Linked DNA regions of Mus musculus: region 2 is linked to region 1. Evidence: chromatin contacts called from public HiChIP or PLAC-seq data. All regions are on one chromosome and are shown on one strand. The core of a region is the stretch at or near the end of the contact, and the rest is flanking DNA. Distances in the headings are between cores, read along the strand shown. Region 1 holds the start of Relch (RAB11 binding and LisH domain, coiled-coil and HEAT repeat containing). Region 2 overlaps Relch (RAB11 binding and LisH domain, coiled-coil and HEAT repeat containing).

Region 1 (4,127 bases), core at 453-2,952:
GTATCATGCAAAAGTATAGACATTTAGAAATCAATCAGGCTTATTTATTAGTAAATTCCAGTTGGGTTCACAGAACCAAAGTATTAGCATTAGTATGGAAAAATTTGATGCCTCTTAAAGATGACAGTGAGAATTCTCATTAAAGCTTATATATAAATAATGACTAGGCCAGTGATTACTCTGCTAAAAATGAATGATTGTAGCAAGAAAAGAAAGAAAGAAAAAAAAAGAAAATAAGTGAGAGTCACTTATTCAGAGAAAAACAATCCTTCCCAGTGCTATGTTGAAAAGAAAGCTGGTAAAAGATCCTTGGTCTGTTTGTTCCACAGCTTTCCTGTATACGGAATACTATTGAAATTGGGGTAGTGAAACTGATTTCAAACAGAAAACATTCTATGAAGCAGACACATCTCATTTCCTTCTTTTTATTAGCATATATTAATGATACAAAATAATGGAAAAGCAAAGACAAAAGATCTTCAGTGGATTGAACTTCAGTACAGAGGGCTGACATTTCCTGTTTGTTCTTTTTCTTGAGTCAAAGAATTACTAAGAAACATTTTATTTCCTCGTAGTGTGATTCAACAGCCTGGGGAAAAAAGGAAAACTGCCTAGAGAAAAATGCCCAGGCAATAAGGAAGCTTTCTAGAGTGCCATAATACTCAATAAACTGGAAACCCTGATGTTATAGGTCCCAACACCAACGGGGAGCCAGGAGCTGTACAACACCTGCCAAAGATCGGAAACCAATGCAAAGAAGAGCTACAGCAGGATCTTTCTGTTTGCAGTACACAGGACACCTCGCATCTCACTCAACATACTCTCCCTTCTCAAGACGACCCTAGACTCAGTACCCGCCCACAATCCCCTTCAGCTGCACTCCAACTCTAATCCCCCATCTGCAGGTGTGACAGGCGACGCCTACTTACTGAGCTGTCCTCCGCCCGACGTCGTACTCGGTTCCCGACCTCCAGCGCCTCCGACGATGGAGGCGCCAGGGATCCCGGGCGCCCCCATCCCTGGGGGGGTCCCACTCTGCCTCTCGAAGTTGCCAGGATTGGAGAAGTAATCGCGCAGTCGTGGTAGCTCGCGGCCGCTCTCCAACAGCTCGGTGTGCAGCTCCAGGGCGGTCAGCAAGTATTGATCGCGCAACAGCTGAGCGGCGATGGCATCGATTGACAATCGGGCAGGGGTCTCCCCGCTGCCCCCCGGAGCCGCCGGGGCGGCGGACATCTCCACAGCGAGCCCCGGCCGCGCGCTGCTTCCCAGGGCCATGGGGTCCTGTGGCGACAGGGAGCCTGCAGAACCAGGATCTAGGCCGACCCCGGCACCCAGCCGAAGTCCTGCCCGCCGGTCCTCGGTTGCCGCTACCTCGTCGTCGTCCTCATCCGAATCACTGAGGAAAGGATTTACTCCGCTACCACTGCCACCACCTCCGGGCGCCATCGCCGCCATCTTATTCTGTCAGGAATGTGGGTGCTTCCCTGCTTGGCCCGACAGGCCCTCAGCCTGAATCCCCGTTAGGTCCCGAGAGCCGCCGACCACCTAGGCAGCCCAGGCCGACCGCACCTCTCCTCACCTAGAGCCTAGGCCGGACTGGGAGGCAGGAGCCCGGTATGCAGCAGCACCTCCCGTCTCAGCCGCTGCTGCACCAGTAGCCGACTCTGCAGGCGTCTTCCTGGTCCCTAGTCTCGCGAGAACTGGCTTGGTCCCATCTTCGCCCCGCCCCGTCCCCGCCTCAGCCCCACCCACCTCTGGCCTTGGAGTGGCAAGATCGAAGGAACCGCTCCAGGCTCAAACATAAGACCCCGCCCACAAGCTCTCGAGGATTGGCTGGAGTTACAGGACCTGGCCAGAGAGTTATCGCGAGAGCAGCGAAGGCCTGGGGCAGGTTGGGGGCGTTCCCTGGAGCAGTAGAGGTGGAGGTCGCTGAGGGGTACGATTTGGCTGTGGTTTTTGAGGGTTGAAGGGAACCCTCCCGACATCTTTCACCGCCCTGGGTCCTGCCTTCGTTCTGAGGAGGTCCCGTTCCCAAGACTGGGCCTGAGCCGGATAGTTCTCAGGTAAAGTCCCGGGACCCTTGCACTTAAGGTGTTCCCACGCCCGCTTCTCCCTTCACGCTTCAGTTTTTTGTCGCTGTTTGCTGTCACCGCCCAGATAGCAAGTGCTCTGAGCAGCGGTCAGAATCTGGCTTCTTTGCTCTTCCCTAGTTTCCCAGCCATCTGCTCTCTCCCCTGGAGATCTGGCGACGGCATGGCCTCCTTGTGGTTAAGGAGGGCGCCTTCCCGCCCCCTCCGTCCGGGAATAGGACTTAGAAAGCTGAAGGGTGCAGATAGAGCCTGGACGGAAGTTGCAACATTTGAGTTTCGAGATGCCTTTACACTCATCTGTGAACAGCCTGGTCTTGGACGACAAACTAAGTAATATGTAAACCCATGGAAATTAACATACACTTTACATCAAAGGAACTTTTCAAACTATCAGCGCTATCTCTTCAGTACAACTAAGTTGTCTGGGCCGCTTCAGTGGCCTGGTCATGTCCACTGCACTAGGACACATTCGTTGGAACAAGTATCACCTATCTTTTGTCCAAAACCATTCTTTTCCACAATCCCCTGAAACCTTGCTAAGTCCATTTAGGCTAGAATCGAGGTTTTCTTTATGGATCAATCAAATTTTAGCGATTTAAAAAATTGTACTCTGTAGAGAGATTTGATGGCCTTTATGAAACATTTAGCACATAACTATACTCGTAGGTTTGGAATATCATTTATCCTTTATGCTATTCCTTGATTGTAGTTTGAGGTGATAAGAAGTTTCCCTGTCGCTATTAGACTCCTAGCCCTCATATCTTCTATTTTGTTAAACATAGAATGCCACTTTTTCCTGGTTTTAGAATTAAGTTCTTATTAACACCAGGTCCTAACAGACAACAAAATAAATAGCCAACAGTGCTAACCATCTGCTCTGATATATATAATGAAGTATCTCCTTTATCTTTGTGGAAAATAAAAATAGAGCATTGTTATATGACCTCAGGTCTGGTTACCGGTTTACATGTAAAGTATCCCAGCAGTTAAGTGTAGGTTTTAATTTCAGTTTAATCAGTCTCACAGGAAACTAAAATTTCATTTGAATGAGGCTCTGAAATGCTTTCTTTGGTTGGTATTACTATATAGTTATTATTTGGGCTTTTTAACAGGAGCTTTTAAAGTATGTTACATGTGATATGAAGGTGGGAGGGGGAATACTGGAGGTTGGGGTGGGTGGTTTAAATGAGCATAGGAGACCGGGAGATGGGGAGAAAGTTAGCCCAAATAGTAAAAGACCATAAAGACCCTTGCTACATTGTGAAGCAATTTAAAAATAGTGTTAGTAGTAAGGATTTTTTTTTAAATAAGACTTTTAGCTTCCAATTCGTTGGACTAAATGCTGTACTGTGCTATTTATTAATGAATCTGGAAAAAAATCCTCAGTAACATGGCAATAGTATAGAATGAGCAATATTTTAATGTTTCACATTTCTTAGCAAAAGGGGGTATCAGTTCTAACTTTGATATTGTCAAAGAGATTAAAAATGTAACCAAATTTTGGAATGGAGGATTAGTGAATGGCATGGGAAAAACATGAGCAGAAATGTGTATTTTCTTCTTCTTTGTAATGGCGATGCTTAGAAATATACTTTTAGGGTGCCTGAGGAAAACTGCTCTTAAAATAATAGAAGGGCACATCATATACATATCATTTATTGTGAGACGTTGAAAATGTTTGGACCTAAATTCTCCCATCTTCTCTTACATTCATCTGCCCAGAGAGATAATGAAAGTACATAGAATTGTGAATGTTCTTGCCACAGTGCCTGGTAGCTGGTTGGCAGCAAATGTTAGTGTGGTCAGTGTCTTAGTTAGGGTTTCTATTCCTGCACAAACATCATGACCAAGAAGCAAGTTAGGGAGGAGAGGGTTTATTCGCCTTACACTTCCACATTGCTGTTTATCACCAAAGGAAGTCAGGACTGGAACTCAAGCAGGTCAGAAAGCAGGAGCTGATGCAGAGACCATGGAGGGATGTTCTTTACTGGCTTGCTTCCCCTGGCTTGCTCAGCCTGCTCTCTTATAGAACCCAAG
Region 2 (4,127 bases), core at 1,142-3,641, 65 kb before region 1:
CTGGGTAACATTTTCAACTAAGCTAGAGGTTTTGGGTTGACCTCAGCAAGCAAACATCAGGTACTGTCTAATGAGAAATCACCTTCACTGGGGAGAAAGACTGTTTCTTCTCTTACCTGAATGTAACACGTGAGGACTCCTGTTGCATAAATGGGGACAGTAGCTTTAGTGAGGACCCCATTTCCTGCTGAGGAATCTAAAATTATTAAAATATTTTTAAAAGTTCTAGTATACTTTAAGTGTAAAGACAGAAAATCACAATTGTATTTAAAAGCACAACTATTTACAAGATTCTTTTGGGAAGCATTTTGGTGAAGACAACATTCTGTGTTGTTAACCACAACTTAATACTTCTGAAGTGGCATTAGCACACACACACTTCTAATAGATGGAAAGTGAACTTAATAGCCAAATTGGGATAGACTCCTGTTTCTAGAATAAAAAACCAAAAACTTACTTTCCTTTTTTAAACTTTTATTTTTTTAAAAGATTTATTTATTTTATGTATATGAGTACATTGTAGCTGTACAGATGGTTGTGAGCCATCATGTGGTTTCTGAGAATTGAACTCAGGACTTCTGCTTACTCTGGTCCAAAAATTTATTTATTATTATATGTAAGTACACTGTAGCTGTTTTCAGACACAACAGAAGAGGGCATCATATCTCATTATGAATGGTTTTGAGCCACCATGTAGTTGCTGGGATTTGAACTCCAGACCTTCAGAAGAGCAGTCAGTGCTCTTAACTGCTGAGCCATCTCTCTAGCCCCCAAAACCTTTCTTTAAGAGTCTCTCAAGCACCTATATAGCCAGGTCTTGGTAAATATGTATGCTTTTAGGTTGTAGCATTTTGTAAAACATAAAGGCACTTAACTAAAAGTAGTACCCAGATATACATTTTTTAGCTTGTTTTATCTCGGGGATTCTAGTTTCCAAAGGCCTCAACTATATGTACTGTAGGTTTTTGGCCAGACAGTGCCCTGTTAATGTTCATGGAGGAGGAATTAGATTACATAAATGAAAAGAAAGAAAAGCAAGAGATTCCAACCATGACTGTGTGACATATGACCACTCTCTAAGAGTCGTTGTCTATAAATAAAGTGAGACTTAAAAAGAAAACTTCCAGGGCTGATGAGATGGTTCAGTGGTTAAGAGCACTGACTGCTCTTCCAAAGGTTCTGAGTTCAAATCCCAGCAACCACATGGTGGCTCACAACCATCCATAATGAGATCTGATGTCCTCTTCTGGTGTCTGAAGACAGCTACAGTGTACTTACATATAACAATAAATAAATCTTAAAAAAAAAAGAAAACTTTCAGACATGACAATGAGGTAAATTATTTAATTCGTTTACACACTTGTTTTAGTTTCTATGTTCTTAAATTTCTTTTTGATGTTGTTACTGTACCTCTATTTTTATAGTTTATTTAGTTCCAGAGCCATACATAAAGAAATTGAGTTGATTTAACAATTCATATGATTTCAACAACAAAACAGGTTTCCCATTAGTTAGCATTTAAAGTTTATTTTGCTGGTAAAGCTAACTTTTTCATGGGAGGATATTGGTGTCAGCTGAACATGACAGTGGTAGTAGAAGATTAAATCTGGGCTGGAGTAAGTGGCATTTAGCAATCCTGACTTTAAAAATGGGGTTAATGATCATTTTCATTCTGAACAATCAACTATTCATGTTGTGTCTGGCCAGCAGATCATAGGGTTGGGTTCTAGCCTGGAAAGGCATTTTGGAAACCTGGAAGAGAAGAGGGGCTAGGCTGCGCGAGATAAGGAAGGAACCAAGACAAAGGTCTCTGCTCAAGGTTCAATTTTTACTATTCCGGCACTCCATTATAAAGGAAGGGGGAGGGACCCGATTCCCGCCAATTAATCTTGGAGTCCAATAGCAGGGTGACCGCGTGTACCGCTCCGAACAGTAAAGCGACAGGTTCCAGCAGTGGGCGTGGCAGAACGATTGAGCCGGTAAGCTCCACCCAGGTGTAAACAGTGGAACCATTAAGGCTGGGGGAGGGGAGGCTACATATTCACAGCTAACTTGATTTTAAAAGCTGTCAATTCTCAGTAATTAATTTTTTCTTCACTAACTCATCATCAGAATTAGTAACCAACTTAAGCATCAACAATTAGGCATTCTAAATATCAACTCTTTAAAAAAAGCTACTAAAAGTAACTAACTGTATTGGCTGGTTGGTTTTGTGTTAACTTGACACAAGCTAGAGTCATCAGAGACAAAGGAGCCTCAGTTGAGAAAATGTCTCCATGAGATCCAGCTATAAGGCATTTTCTCAATTAATGATCAATGGGAGATGGGCCAGCCCATGGTGGGTGGTGCCTTCCCTGGGTTGGTGGTTCTGGGTCCTATAATGTGAAGCTAGCCTGTAAGCAACATCCTTCCATGGCCCCTGCATCAGCTCCTGCCTCTAGGATCCTGTCCTATTTGAGTTCTTGTCCTGATTTCCTTTAATGATGAACAGCACTACAGAAGTAGAAGCCAAATAAACCCTTTCTCCCCAACTTGCTTTTTGGTTATGGTGATTGGTTTCAGCAATAGAAACCCCAACTGAGACTGTAAATTTTGGGAAGTATTTCTTAAACTCTGCTTCCTTCAAAACAAAACAAAATAATAAAATACCTGTACTTTGCACATGTCATTGACATTTTATTCATTCTTCAACTACTTCTAAGGACACCAGAAATTTTATAAACCACCTAATCACAATATTGAGGTAAGATTTTAGACAAAGAATTGTCTATGTGTTCAAGACTGATGAAATAGAAGTTGCTACATATTCCATTTAATATGTTTTATAATTTATTCTTAGAACTGAAAAAATACACCGGGGTACAAGAGGTATACACGATCACTTTCTTAGGCCAGTGACATTGGCTTAGAGTGATGCTGTACCTGCACTGTCTAAGACACATGGGTGAAAATGATCAATGCAAGGTTTGATCACACAGACCCATAGTTTCTTTAAATTTTCTGTTTCATTAAAAAACAAAAACCTTCCATAACCTTCATTACTTTCCACTGTTATTTTATGACATTTCCACTCTTATTTATTAATGCTGCTTGTTAAGAATGAAGTATTCTGAGCACACCAGGGCACACTCTAAGGATTAAGCACCTAGTTTGAGAAACTTGGCCTTAGGCCAGTTTGGTCACAAAGTAGTTATTTAAAATTAAAGCGAGGAAGGAAGAATTCACCCCATGGGAAGATAACTGACATGGCTCAGAGGGATGACTAAGAGCTTCATGATACACATTTTCCTTTTCAATTACTCTTTTAAATGTATGTAATTTAATGATACTGAATATAGTAACTGAATATAGTATTTTTCCTGAATAAAAAGGTTCAACTTTTTTTAAAGTAATAATGGACATACTTACCAATATTTTCTTCAGAGAGTCTTAAAATCTCTTGGAACTGGGGTTTTACCTAAGTAATGCAAAAGAAAGACCTATGGATTAATTAGTGATAAAATATATACTTATTACTGATACAGGTATATATTGAAATGGTTAGAAACACATTATATTTAATTAACAGGGCCTTTACAGATAAAAATCAATTCAAATCAGCAGGTATTTTCAGAATAGTCTTTGGTTTCTTTTCTGAAAATAATTTCAATATAATTTTAAGTACTTAAAATTATTTCCTCCTAAAAACTAAATTTAGAGACCAAAAAGCTCACCTGCATACCATTACATGAGTAAATATTATATCACCATAATATGATTAGAATTATTGGAAAAAGCATCTGGCTATATTTGAAAAAAAAGTCTCCTTTAGAATTGTCATGGTTAGCATGTTCACAATCAATAAATTCCTTCAAGTAAGATTTTTTTCTTCACTATCTTAAGGTAGAGCAAATGCTCAGGTTTTTAAAAATGGAATTATCATAGATTTCAAACTACTGAAGACAATTCTGCAGTGTTCAATATTTAAATGACTCCTAAATGTTTTTCTGAACCCATACAGCTAGCTATTTACTCAGGAACTATTGAGCAATTTCCAATGATAATGGTAACAGACTGGGGAAGAGGTAAAAGGATTTTGCTTTCTTGTCAGCATCTCAGTCTTTTTAATTCACATATTTAATGCAGAC

Evidence for each region. HiChIP or PLAC-seq counts read pairs in DNA pulled down with a chosen protein or histone mark.
Region 2: a contact with region 1 is called in an H3K27ac HiChIP or PLAC-seq map of embryonic stem cells, with 6 read pairs. The contact joins the enhancer-like site here to the promoter of Relch in region 1. A contact is called at or near these places in 5 of 39 promoter capture datasets (the C10 cell line, embryonic stem cells, liver and 2 more), 1 of 15 datasets of contacts at CTCF or cohesin (the NIH/3T3 cell line), 5 of 484 Hi-C or Micro-C datasets (the G1E-ER4 cell line, bone marrow-derived macrophages, centroblasts and 2 more), 8 of 115 datasets of contacts at active chromatin or transcription factors (CD8 T cells, the SCID.adh cell line, bone marrow-derived macrophages and 3 more) and 4 of 9 other capture datasets (adipose tissue, liver, macrophages and 1 more).

Annotation. Positions count from the first base shown.
Region 1 is chr1:105,661,436-105,665,562 of GRCm38.p6, reverse strand. It overlaps Relch (RAB11 binding and LisH domain, coiled-coil and HEAT repeat containing), which reads right to left and starts at 1,702. Exons shown (of 29, transcript NM_173187.4): 1 at 930-1,702. The coding sequence starts at 1,455. It overlaps Pign (phosphatidylinositol glycan anchor biosynthesis, class N), which reads left to right and starts at 1,887. Exons shown (of 31, transcript NM_013784.3): 1 at 1,887-2,063.
Region 2 is chr1:105,727,270-105,731,396 of GRCm38.p6, reverse strand. Relch (RAB11 binding and LisH domain, coiled-coil and HEAT repeat containing) reads right to left here. Exons shown (of 29, transcript NM_173187.4): 19 at 3,409-3,457; 20 at 117-196. Among named protein-coding and RNA genes, the nearest start is that of Tnfrsf11a, 51 kb to the left of the region's middle. Within about 2 kb of position 2,391, at least 3 of the 459 cell types and tissues checked have an H3K27ac peak or open chromatin away from gene starts, as enhancers often do. A contact at or near this core is called in embryonic stem cells, where this site is marked.